Linked DNA regions of Mus musculus: region 1 is linked to region 2. The links are chromatin contacts, called in public HiChIP or PLAC-seq maps. All regions are on one chromosome and are shown on one strand. Each heading gives the region's core, a stretch centred on a gene start, on an enhancer-like site or on the middle of the called end of the contact. The rest is flanking DNA. Distances are from core to core; before and after follow the strand shown. Region 1 holds the start of Specc1l (sperm antigen with calponin homology and coiled-coil domains 1-like). Region 2 overlaps Bcr (BCR activator of RhoGEF and GTPase).

Evidence for each region. HiChIP or PLAC-seq counts read pairs in DNA pulled down with a chosen protein or histone mark.
Region 1: an HNF4G HiChIP or PLAC-seq map of pancreatic cancer cells shows a contact between it and region 2. The contact joins the promoter of Specc1l here to the enhancer-like site in region 2. A contact is called at or near these places in 3 of 39 promoter capture datasets (the 3T3-L1 cell line, 3T3-L1-derived adipocytes and liver), 4 of 484 Hi-C or Micro-C datasets (the HL-1 cell line, cranial neural crest, female germline stem cell-derived STRA8 germ cells and 1 more), 8 of 115 datasets of contacts at active chromatin or transcription factors (CD8 T cells, effector CD8 T cells, embryonic fibroblasts and 4 more) and 3 of 9 other capture datasets (adipose tissue, liver and pancreatic islet).

Annotation. Positions count from the first base shown.
Region 1 is chr10:75,210,348-75,216,872 of GRCm38.p6, forward strand. Specc1l (sperm antigen with calponin homology and coiled-coil domains 1-like) reads left to right here and starts at 1,726. Exons shown (of 16, transcript NM_153406.3): 1 at 1,726-1,872.
Region 2 is chr10:75,169,190-75,175,814 of GRCm38.p6, forward strand. Bcr (BCR activator of RhoGEF and GTPase) reads left to right here. Exons shown (of 23, transcript NM_001081412.2): 17 at 6,088-6,147. Among named protein-coding and RNA genes, the nearest start is that of Specc1l, 40 kb to the right of the region's middle. Within about 2 kb of position 1,457, at least 154 of the 459 cell types and tissues checked have an H3K27ac peak or open chromatin away from gene starts, as enhancers often do. A contact at or near this core is called in 3T3-L1-derived adipocytes, CD8 T cells, the HL-1 cell line and 7 more, where this site is marked.

The DNA.
Region 1 (6,525 bases), core at 476-2,975, 41 kb after region 2:
CCAGGGTTCTGGATAACGTGGTAAGGCCTGTTTAAGTGCTAATCCTATTTGACCTCCATAAAAATTTATAACAGCATATGTTTTGTAGTGGGTAAACCAGAAAGCAAAGGGACTATTATGTAATGCATCCAAGGTTCAAAGCCAGGTTTTGTTTTTGTTTTTTTTTTTTTGGCTCAATGTACTAATGTATTGTGGCTCTGCTGGTTAAGAAGGAAGAATTAAAGATCAAGAGGTACAGTGTGATGCCATCTGTGTATTGAGGTAGTAAAATAGTGCATATCGTAATTTAAATATTTGCTTCTGTTCATAAATGATGTCAAGGGATATTGATATTGAGGAGTGGAAACTATGTGAGGAATTGTAGGGTACTGAATATGTTGAAATGGTGATTTTTGAATTTTGAGGCATGTAAATTTTCTTAGAAATGCATTCAGAGATATTTATTTATTTATTTAGGGGGGGGCTGGAGAGATGGTTAGGAGCACTGGCTTCTTCCAGAGCTCCTGAGTTCAGCTCCCAGCAACCTGTGTACACATGGTGGTTCACAACCATGTATAATGAGATCTGACATCCTCTTCTGGTGTGTCTGAAGACAACAACGGTGTACTCATATACATAAATATCCATATACAAAATCTTTAAATTTATTTATTTATTTATTTATTTATCTATTTGCTAATTTATTTGAGACAGGGTCTCACCATGTGGCAATGGCTGGCCTGGAATTGGCTATATAGACCACGTTGGCCTGGTACTCACAGAGATGATCCATCTTTGCCTCCTGAGTGCTGATATTAAAAGCATGTTCCACTATGCCCAGTGAATCAGAGATTAAATTCTTAAAAAGAAAACATCAAAGAATAATGTTCCGGCTAGGTCTTGTCAGTTTGATCTAAGTTACCATTATCTGGGAAGAGGAACTTCAGTTGAGAAAATGTCTTTGTTAGATTGCCTATATACAAATCTATAGGGCATTTTCTTGGTTAATGATTGATGTGGGAGAGGCCAGGCTCACCAGGATGTGGTGTGACCCCCTAGGGGATCCTGGATGATATAAGAAAGCAGGCTGAGCAAGGCATGAGGAGCAAACCAACAATCTGTGTTTCTCCAAAGCTTCTCTGCTTCAGTTCCTGCCTTCAGGTTCCTTTGAGTTCCTGCCCTGACTTCTCTCAGTGATGGTGTGTGACCTGGGAGTTGTAAGCCAAATAAACCCTTTCCTCCCCAGGTTGCTTTTGGTCATGGTGCTTTTATTATAGTAATAGAGCCATTTACAAATTTAAAAAGTAAAATAAAAACTACACAGGAATTACATAAGCTTATAGAACTCTTTAACTTTATAATGCTAGTGATCTTGTTCCCTTTAATGGGTGGAGTAGGGACCGGTGTTGCTCATGTGCTGGGAACATAATGGGTGCCTGGCATGTGCATTTTTCTCAACTGTCGGGTTCAGCACACTGTAAACATACATTTCAACCAGAGCGGACCTATTTGCCTTGGAGGAAAAACGAGAGACTAGGAGCACTTCCAGCACAAAAGACTGCAGTTATCTAGTTGCACCGCCGACTAGCACAGCGCGTGCGCGGTCCAGAACTCAGCGCGAAGAGGAGGTGTGACAGCTGGCGCCTGCGCAGTAGCAGCCCAGGGAGGCGCCGATCACGGCACATGCGCGGGGAGTAGAAGGGGGCGGCACCGGTGGATAAGGGGCGGGCGGAGGGCGGGAGCCGCAAGGGAGACAGGGCGGGCCGAGGGAGCGGCGCCGTGGGGTTGGCTGTTGCCCTGAGGCCGGACTCAACGGACCGGGCCGCGCCACCGGGCGAGCTCGCCGCCCGGCCCCAGCCCGGAGCCAGCGAGTGAGCGAGGCGGTGCCGCGCGGTAAGAGCCGGGGCAGGGTCTTCTCCGCTTGTGCCGCGGGCACGTTCGTCTCCTCAGCGCCGCCCGCGCGGCCAGGCCCGGGCGGCCCCGCAGACCCTGGCGGCCCCGCGCCTGCGCTGTCCCCCCTCGTCACCCCCCCCATCCCCAGCCATCCCGCGCCTGCGCCGTCTCCTGCCCGGGCGGACCTCACAGCTTGCCCCGCAGATCCCCCGGGAACCCAGGCTGGCGTGGTACCCAGCTGGCTGGGGGTCTCATCCCTGCGGAGAGGCTGGGTGCGACCCTGGTGCTTGTGTTCCCTGTGGTGTCGGGAGAGACCGGGCATTCATCCTAGTTCCTTGCCCTGGGCTGGGACAGGTTGCCTCCCCATCTGGTGCATTGAGGGTGGGGAGCAGGAGCGGAGGTCCCCCGAAGGCTGCGCCCTGCAGTGTTAGGACCTGGCTGTTGGAAGCTGGCAGTGTTCTTTATTCTTGAGACTTGGCTAATTATGTCAGATTGGATGTGGATGTTTCTGTGTGTTGTTGAAGAAATGCTGCATTTTCATTAGAGGCGTGTGTGTGTGTGTGTGCATTTTCATTAGAGGCTTGTGTGTGTGTGTGTGTGTGTGTGTGTGTGTGTGTGTGTGTGAGAGAGAGAGAGAGAGAGATAGAGAGAGAGAGAGATAGATAGATGGTGGCGATACCCCAGAGAACACTAGAAAAGAAATCGGTTTCTGGTGGGCTTAGCCGCCTAAAACCAAACAAAAATTTCTGTGATCATTCAAATGCAGGCATCCTTGATTTTTTGTTTTGTTTTGTTTTGGGTTTTTTTGTTGTTTGTTTTTTGTTTTGTTTTTGTTTTTGTTTTCACTCTCTTGAAGATCAGTCCTAAAGTGCGGCGGGGTGAGGGGGCACCCTTTGACTGTCATGACAGAGAATCGTAAAGTTTGGCCTACACCTGTAATCCCGAGGCCAAGGCTGGATGAGCTCCAACTGGGCTGCAGAGTAAGGCCTTGTCTCAAACTACAAACAAAAACAAAACAAAAAACAAATCGCGGAGCCCAGGAAGGCTTCTTGTCATTCAGGAAGCTAAATCTTGAGGTGAAATCAGCTGTGGACTACAGGCAACAACAGTTCTATCTAAAGGTTTGGAATGAGGCACCAGCGTTGTTGCATAGGCATTAAAGGCACCGTTCGGTTGGTCCTCTTTCAATATGTCAGGAATGGAAAGAGTTTGAAAAGCAATACGCCTGTGCTGAATTCTGTACAGACTCTTTTTTTTTTTTTTCTCTTGTCCTTTCCTTGTACTGGGATAATATAAGCAATTGACGATGGAAGTGTACTTGAGGGTTGAGTCGTATATGGATAACTTCACTCTCCCATCTTTGGTATTAAGGGCATGGAATATGGCTAGATAAGTGTTTTATAGCTAAGCTATATCTACTCCCCAGCTTGATAAAAATTGAAGTAATGTCTCAAAATATCCAACCAATATAGAAGGGGATATGGAGAAAAAAGTATGTTGGTCTCGTTACATTTTCTTTCCTATTGAGAAAGAGCTGATGCCCCCTTCCCTTTTTCCCCCTTTTAAAAATGTCTCATTTTCCCTTTGGATCTAGTGTACACCAAATAGTGTCCTAACCTTTTGAAATTTTAGATAGCTTGAGAATGCTTTGTATGCTTGTCTGTGTATATCCCAGGTATGTAGGAATCTTCTTGACATTTTCAGCAAGAAAGTGATTTTTTTTTTTGTACCATAGAAAAGCAGTATGAAGGTGTCTTTGTATCATTCAAAATATCAGTGTCAGATGCAGAGAGGAGAGTAATTATAGCTAAAGTGAAATTTGCTCAGGGTGTGTACCTACATCTTGTTTTCTTGACATGTGACTTGTGAAGTAGAAATTGGCTTTCTGACTGACTTGACAGAGCTCATTGTTCAGATGACTCAGGTATCGAAAAAGGTCAAAATTCCTATGAGGGTCGAGTTTTCTTATATACAGGACTTGCTGAATAACTGTATGTCTATTTAAATCACATGTCTAGCTTGCACAAAGTATTACTGCAGACATCTCACCTTGATAGAGGAATGATGACAGTGTAAGGGGTTGAGAGAGTTTCCTTTTCTTTTTGGCCTCATGGCTTTGGGAAAGTAAGCTTTTCTGGACCTGTTTCTCCATTCTGTGCTTGCACACAGAGGAGCTTCAGGAGCTATTTCAATATTAAAGAATCCTTATCTACAGTTTTTAGCCAACGATGATATTGTAGTTTCCTTCTCAAAAATTTGGGTGATGAGGCAGGCTGTATAGTATGTCTGAGATGATTAAATCTGAGATACCCTAGGGTAAAAGAATTTGAGTAGGTGTTTATGTCATAAAAACTAGGACAATGTTGGGAGTTTTGATGATACTGAAGGTATTAAATTTAAAGGACTGTCATTTCTAAAACAAAACAAAAACCATTCATTTTCTTGGTGCTAGGGGCTGAAGAGTTGGCTTAGCAGCTAAGTACATTTGTTGCTCTTATGAAGGACCTGAGTTTGGTCCCCAGCACCCACATACATAGTGCCTCACAACCGTCTGTAACTGTAGATACAGGGGACCCAGCACCTTCTATAGGGCAGCAAGCATGCATGTAGTGTACATATATACATTCATGCAAAACACTCATACACATAAATAAGTTTCATATTTCAGCATCTAGTTAGACATGATTTTTACAAGTTTGTAGTTTAAGTTGTATTGGAGGTTGAGAAAGATTGCTTATGTGTAGTAGTTTGAGGCCAGTTGTAGCAATGTAGGTAGGTAGGCTCTATTAAAAAAAGATTAAACATCATTTATGATGGTGATACCAAATGATGATTTATGGTCATTGCAAATGTAAATACAAGAGAGCATATTTACTGTGAGTTTAGAAGTAAAGAGCCTAAAGTCTTGTTTTGTTGTTACTGTTAGTGAGGCTAAGACAAAATTTCTAGGCTGTTGCTTTTAAAAAGATTCAAATACAGCTGCCTGGCTTGGTGGCACATGGGGTTCCAGACTGCATAGAGAGACCCTGTCTCAAAAGCCAAAAAAAAAAAAAAAAAAAAAAAGAAAGAAAATTCCTGTTATGATTATCCTTAAAATGTAGTTCTTGGGCTGAGGCTCAGCGGGTAAGTGAAGAAAGGAAGAGCGTGATGCACAGATATGAGGACTAGAGTTTGTATCTCCAGAACTCTCACAAAGCTGACACGGTACATATGCCTGTAATTGCTCTGCTGTAATGGGGAGGTCGGAGAAGACAGGAGGATGCCTAGAAGCTTGCTGGCCCGCTAGCTTGTAGTATGCAGCAGCAAACAGGAGACCCTGTCTCAAGATGGAAGGACTGGCACCCAAGTAGTCTTCAGGCCTTCACATGTGCTCAAGAATGCACACATACATACTATACATGTTCACAAAGATCCGTATGTGTACTTCTTACATGATATAAAATACCAGGAGTCTTTTATGTGTGTACCTGCCTGTTTATATGTGTCAAGTGTATAGAGCACCCACTGGTAGAGATTGACAGGTCTCTGGAATTGTGTGCATATGACAACAAAATAATGCTAAAGGACATTCCTGTTGTTGGAATTGTTAGTGCTGAATAGACTAGCTGCAGTGTAAAAAGAGAAAACTCCCATTGGCTCAGAAGGTTTGCTTTTTGCTTTTTGTTCTTGTTTTTTCCCTCAGTTGATGGATTTGAAACAACATGGTGATCAAGTTGGTCTTGGGATGTAGCTTAATGTTCAACATCCCTAGTAATATGGGAAGCGCAAATTAAAAGTTCATTGAGATACTATCTCATCCTTGTCACTGGCTATTGAATCTGATAACAAATTTTGGCATGGATATGGGGAAGAGGAACTCTTACTCATTGCTGGTGGGAATGCAAATCAATGTAGCCATTGTGATAGTTAGTTTGGGGATTCTCCTATACTACTCCTGGGGATTTACCTAAGATATTCTATCAGGGATATTTGCACAGCCATGTTGATTGTTGCTCTATTCACAATAGCAAGAAAATAGAAACAGCCTAAATATTCACTGATGATTGGATAATGAAAATATAGTACATACATACAATGGAATATTAATCAGCTGTAAATAAAAATGAAATCATGACATTTGCAGGATGGTGAATGAACCAAGAAAGCATAATAAGTGAGATGATTATGAAACAAAAAACCAAACTACATGTTCCTCCTCCTATGTAGATCCTAGCTGATGGTATGTTCTTTTGTGTGCATAAAAGGTCCAAGTGTGGATGAAGTCCAAAAGTTAAGATGGGAGACTATTAGGTGATGAAGATGATGGGCAAAAGGAGGAGAGAGGATAGCAAACTCTTCTCTAGTTTCAACTCTGTCATAGGTGTGTGTGTGTATGTCTGTGTGTGATTCAGCTTTCTGTGTATTGAAATGGCAAAAATCTATCATTCCAAAATAAGCTAATACATGTTATTCTTTTGAGGCATCAGTTGTGATTTCTTTTTAATTCCATTGATTAGCACCATAGGATATGATTAGTTCTTGTGTTTATTGGTCTCATTGACCCACTTAGAAAAAATGATTAAAATTTTTTTGTTGTTGTTCTGGAGGGAGGGGATATTTTTCTGTTTTTTTTTTCTTCTGTTTAAAACTATTAAATCATGTCATTAGATTTTT
Region 2 (6,625 bases), core at 207-2,706:
TAGGGGTCTCGGTGGGAAGTGAACAAAGCTAGCTTATCAAACCAAACTTCTTTGAAACCCCCTTGCTCCGATGCCGCCTTGTGAACAAATGTCTCCTCGTGCTTTTGCTTTTCCGTCAAGGCACTCAGGCACCCTGTGCCAGCCTAGCAAAGAGAAGAGAATTTCCAGTGCCAGAAAGCAGTGAAGGTAGCAAAGACAGATATACTCAGGGATACCTCCCAGAGGGAAGAGACACCGTTGCATAGACAGGGCTCCACTCCAGGTAAGGCGCAGGCAAATGGAAATTTACAGCCAAGGAGCAGGGTAAGGGTCAGTGAGTGGAGATTACTAAGAGGAAATGCCAGGAGTGAGGAGGATTCTGGCTAGACCAGCCCAATGGGATTTTTCTTCTGAAGGAAGGTCAGGTAAACAGACATTACCTGGAGACAAAGAACCCAGCTACACGTCAAAGATGGGGGTGGGGGCAAACCTGTAATCCAGCACTTTGGAGGTAGAGACAGATAAAAAATCCACAGCTAGTCACAACCACATAGTGAATTATTTGAGACCAGCCTGGGCTCTGTGAGGCACTGTCAAAATAATAATAATAATAATAATAAACGCTGATGATGATGGTGATGGTGATGGTGATGATGATGGAGATAGAGAGATAGCTTAGTTGATATGGAGGCTTGAATGATAATTCCAGAATCCACATTAAAAAAAAAAAGTGTGGGGCAGGAGTAGAGGAGCCCAGTGTGATGAACCACATGCAATCCCAGCACTGGGGAAACTGAGGCAGACAGATCCCTAGGGTTCTCTGGCCAGCCAGTCTACCTTACTTGACAAGTTCCAGTCAGGGAGAGACCCTAACTGACTCAACAAAAACAAGGTAGATAGCATCTGAGAGATGACTCCTGAGGTCGGCCTTGGTGTCCTCAAACACGTATACATACACGCACACCAAATACAGCATACCCACGTATACACTACACACACACACACACACACACACACACACACACACACACACACACACACACACAGAGTATATGTTCTTAGAAAAATTGATTGAACAGAATTCTTACTCAGATTGGGCTTTTGCGCAGGGGTGAAGCCATGTTGATCAAAGCTCAGAGTCTGGCTAGTCTGGTAGTAAAGAGGATAGTCTCTGTCCACCCACCAGCCCTGCTGTGCCCTGTGTGACCCAAGTGAGTCATAGCCCCTCACCCTTCCAGCAATGTGTCCTCGTATATCAGATGGAGCAAGAGACACATCCGTCTGCAGCTTGGTGACGTGTCACCCAGACCTGGTCAGCATTTGGTGCTATTATTACTGTTACTATTTTGTCACCATCATTGTCAGTGAAGAGGCACTGGAGACTGTCGGCCCCTGCTCCAGCCCCCAGTCATCACCGTGGTCTGAGAGATGATTGGCCTCGGGAACTTCTTTACACAGGAAGGAACCCAAGCACTTGAAAATGGTCTAGATGACTCACACTCGCCTACACAGTGACTGGCCTGTCTCCCAGCAACAAGGGCTTGTCCGTGTGATCCCTGGAGGAAGGAAGCAGGAGGAGGGGCAGTGTTACGGCCTGACACTCAGCCTGGCTCCGTTCTCCCGCCTCTTGCTTCTTCTCACCTGTGGATACTGTTTATGGGTTAGGTATAGCTGAGAAAGCCATCTGCGGCTTAACCAGGGCTGAGCCAGGCTTTCCCGATGATGTCGACACCTTCCATGCGTGTCGTTGTGGATAGGTGCCTAGCTGTCTATTTCCTGCTGCTGGGAGTTGGTGAGGAATGGCAACCCTGGCTCAGAAACTAAGTGGAGAGACGTCCTGTGAGGTAAAGCTGCATGCTGAGATAGAGAAGATGCAGTCCTCAATACCAGAGGGAAGACAGGTGGAAGTCCAGACTCAGGCAGAACAGCAGGGCCCAAGAGAAGGGCCAGAATGGACACTGAGGCTCTGATGGTAGTATTCACGCACATCCTCAGACTGAGAGTGCCAGACTCTTCTGAGGTTAAGATCCTGAGTCGGTACGCTTCTCTGCTCTATAAATGGTATTAATGAATACTTAGTCCAAGAACCACAGCCCAAGTTTTTGGATTCTGCCCTTACTCTTTATATGACCTTGACTTATCCGGTCCCCATTTCTCTTCCTGAAGAACGGAGGTTCCACAAGAGAAAGAGTAGAGTGTTCCCTCTTTCTGAACCCAGGACACGTTAAATCCACACGCCAGAAAGGGATGTGATGGCGCTGACCTGGAAGGTGACAACTGTTCAGAGAGTCACCAGCAAGAAGACTATGAGCCCTCGTGCAGTTCGTACACAGCACCTTGGTCCTTTCCAAGCTTCTATAGGTCATCCAAGCAAACCAAACCATCATACACCAGAGCCTGTTGTGTTGCCCTCATAAGGAAGAACCTATGTGCCAGGATCCAAGAGTGCCATAACATGAAGACATTTTATCCCAGGCTTTAAGATACTACAGATGTGCCAAAAGCCAGGGTCATCATGCTGCAAGGTCACACTGGCATCCTCAGATATCGCTGATGAAGGGGCCAAGTTTGGGCACAGGGAGACCTTCACATGAAGGAACACGAGGTATATCTTCAGGTCATACCCCAAGGCCGGCAGTTAGCCAGGATTCAGGGATGCTTGAACTGAGAGGAAGCCATTCAGCAGCCTGACTGCATATGGTCAAGACCGGGCCAGGATCCTGAAAGCACCATCCTCAGCTAGGGCCACTCTGCAAAGGAGACCAACATACTCGGTAAACCTAGGTCTCTTGGAGCCTTGTACCCATTAGAGATTTCCCATGCCCTCTTCTCTCCTTTCCATTCATAAACTTTCTAGGCTGCCAAATTCTCGTAGCCCTGTTCTTTCCTGGGGATTAACATTATACTGAGTTGTAGAATCTCATCTTGTCCCATTTTTTTTCCTCTTGTACCATCCTCCTGTTTGGGTTATGTCTCAGGTTCCCACACAGCCATCTGGGTGATAATAGCTTCTGTCTTAGAGATGTGTCCATTCTCCACATTTTGTATCAACAGAATCATGCCAGAGGTAGTCTCCTGTATTTTCTGGGTTTTCTGGATTCTTCTTTGAGGGTGGGGTAGGGGATGTTTTGTTTTGTTTTGTTTTGTTTTGTTTTGTTTTGTTTTGTTTTGTTTTGTTTTGTTTTGTTTTGAGACAGGGTTTCTCTGTATAACCCTGGCTGGCCTGGAACTCACTTTGTAGACCAGGCTGGCCTCAAACTCAGAGGGATTCACCTACCTCTGTCTTCCAAGTGCTGGGATTAAAGGTGTGCACCATTGGGGCTGGAGAGATGGGTCAGTGGTTAAGAGCACTGACTAAACCCTTTCTCAAAAAACCAAAAAACAAAAAGAAAGAAAGAAAGAAAGAAAAAGAACACTGTCTACTCTTCCAGAGGTCCTAAGTTCAATTCCCAGCTACCACATGGTGGCTCACAACCATCTGTAATGGGATCTGATGCCCTCTACTAGTGTGTCTAAAGACAGCTACAGTGTACTCATGTACATAAAATAAATAAATATTAAAAAAGAGTGTGCACCATCACTGTCCAGATGACTATTATTTTTAAAGGTTATCTTTTTTATTATTATTTCATTAGTATTATTATCCTTAGTAGCTAAATAAAATTATCCTGTCACGGCCCACGGTTTTTTGTTTTGTTTTGTTTTGGGGGAGGGGGCGGTTCTGTCCGTTTGGCTTGCTTCCACTTTAATTATGGTTACTGCTATTGTGACCCCTTGTTTGGTCTAAGTCAATATGGACAATTGTTTCCCAGTTGTAGGTAGAGGAGTCTCCGGGGCCGGTTCAGTGCCTGCCCTGGTTGAACGTGGGCTTTCTCCAGCTTGCCCTGGTGTAGACTAAGCAGTTTCCCAGGCATCCACCAGACCCACTGACCACAGCTGTTCTTCCCAGGGAGACAGTGCAGTACAGGTTGCCCTTCTGAGGCTACTGTGTTACACATGCTGGCTGCCCGGAGCCTATGTGGAGCAGAGGCCCCATACAACCACAAGGGCATCAGCTTTCCCCTGCACTTCTGGTCCACGGCCCTTCCCCCTCAGCCATCAGTTTTTCCAAAGCCCAGCCTCCTGCCTGCTTATTTCTCCGAAACTTTAACTGTGTGGGAAAGCGTGCCAGCCTTTAATGTTGTTGACAGTGTAGCCCAGCCTGCCTCGTCCTGTTACTCTTTGCAAGGTTTCTGCTCTGCTAAGCACGTTCTGTCCTTTGAGGCGAATCCAGCAGTTCGGGGCTGCTGTGAGGGCTGATTTCTCAGACACCAAGGTGAGCTACAAACAGGGACTGACCCCAGCGGCTCTAGGCAGAGTTAGATGCTAGGTCTCACTTGAGAGTGAACCTTATTCAGACCAGGAAGGCTCCAGCAGCTTGCCTGCAGGGAACAAGCTGCTGGAGCCTTCAGATGCTCTCTGCACTACGTGAGATGTAGAAGTATCAGCAGGCCTTTCACACATTCTTTCAAGATGCTGCCGGCTCAAAGCGGACTGACCAGTAACACACACGTTACTCAGTGTCTCTAAATTTGGACCACCGGAAGCCACCACTTGAAAAGGAGACTCAACGTAAGAGGAGGCTGTGACTTATCAGAATTCCCGTAACCAATAGACTCTGGAGCAGGAGCTGGTGTTCCCATAGACTGACAGAAAACAAAGTGGAATGTATGGGTGATGGGAAACTCTGACCTTGGCTGGCCCAGCTGTAGGGTGGAGCTTCCCTGAGAGCCTGCTCAAAAGGAGCCAGAGGCCAGGAACTCACCACTGCCCTGCCGTGCGACTTCAGCTCCACAAACAAGCCTCTTGCTGCTCGACCCCCATCGCCATGCAAGGCCTCATTCGGTTTTTCTACCCCAGCCGGGGAAGCCGGAGCCGGATCACCTCTGCTGACAAACAGCTGTGTGCCCGAGGCTCGACCCTGTGGACTCATATCCGATGTCTGGTGTGCAGGGGCAAGGTGGGCCAGTCAGGACCTGGAATCCCCAGGAGGGCCGGGAGAAGTGGGACCCAGTCACCCAGCTGTGTCAGACAGCTGCTCTCCTCGACTACAGCTTGTTCAACCTCACCTGGTCTTTGGACTGTTCATCCATGGCCTTTGTTGATTCTGGGTTTCTAGGGGAAAGGGGTCTCTATCATTACTTACTGTCCTAAGATGGGAAGGGATTTGTCCCACTCAGTGTGTTTCTGAAGAAGGAAAGGGGAACTGTCCTTGGACAGCCAAGACACAGGTAGACCCTGGGATTCGTCCTACAAGGAACTTCAAACCCAGGACAGGGAGCTACCCCACACCACAGACTCCTACCCTGAAAAGAGCTTAATTCTTTGTAGAAAGAATCTAAGGTGGAGGGGGAAAGTAGTGGTTGTTCTCTAGTCTCTTAGTTTTGGGGTACTAAAGATAAAATCCAGGGTTTTGTGCCAACCAGGGTGAGCTCTGCCACTGAGCCACCCTCAGTCCCAGATGGTGTGTTTTCCAAAGATTCCCAATTGCTTATTTATCTAGCCTATCCCATTGCCACACCAAAGCCTCCCGTGACAGCTAATGGACGCTCATCAGAACGGGAGGGAGAGCTTCCACGGGTCAGGGCCTTGTGGCAGTTCTGAAGCCTGCTTACTTAGGTGACATTAAACTGTAGGTTCCTATAGACTGGCTGCTTGCTGGGCAGTGTTTGCCAAGATCAGAGTTAGAAGGTCACGGGGAGGCGTCATCTGATTTGGGGTGTTGTTCTGTATCCTTCTGGGCGTGGTAGAGGGAGAAAGCATGGTTGGCAACTCTTGACAGCCTTCGCTCTCACAGTCACCACTGAAGTTGGTCATCATCCCTCCATTCAGACTTAGTGGCACCTCTGGCAAAGGAAAGTAGGACTTGGGATCCACCTGGGGTGGGGGTGGGGGGACAGGGCTCCTGGCTGTGAGCTGTGGCACCCTAATAGATCAGTTCCCTTCCCTGGCCGCAGTAGGACTCTGCTTTCCATGTAGAGTATAGCACAGCAGCAGTGTTGGCCATTGCCAGGCACAGCCTCCAAGCCGACCTGAGGCCCTTTTCTAATCATGCGTCTTTGGTTTCAGCTGGACCCCCAAACCCTACAGGACAGAGACTGGCAGCGGACTGTCATCGACATGAATGGAGTAAGTGCCCGCAGGGCTCCCTGTGTGTCTGTTTCTCACTGAACGTTAAAGCAGACCCGGTTCCACCCAGAGCAGTCATGAGACCACCAAGCCTGAGATGGTTGCTGGAGAGGAGTGGGGTGGAGGGAACCCCACGAGAGCAGGAGTGTGGTGGACAGGGCCGAATGGGGAGCCTCCAGAGCAGGAACACTGCATAGGAAGGAGTCCTCTCAGGTCAGTGTCCAGCCCAGACCCTGCACGCTGTCCTGAAAGAAAGACAAGTGGAGCTAGGGACCCCAGCACCGAGAACGTCTCACGGACAACCTAAGATCGGCTATCTCAGAAGGATGTATCCAAAAAGATTGGAACTAGAGCAGTTTTAGAGACTTTTTTTTTTTTTTCTGATTACCGGGATATTTGCATGTACATAAGCAGTCTTGGACAGGGGACCCGAATATAAATATAAAGCTTAACTTACATGCGCAGCTGTGGGGGTGTA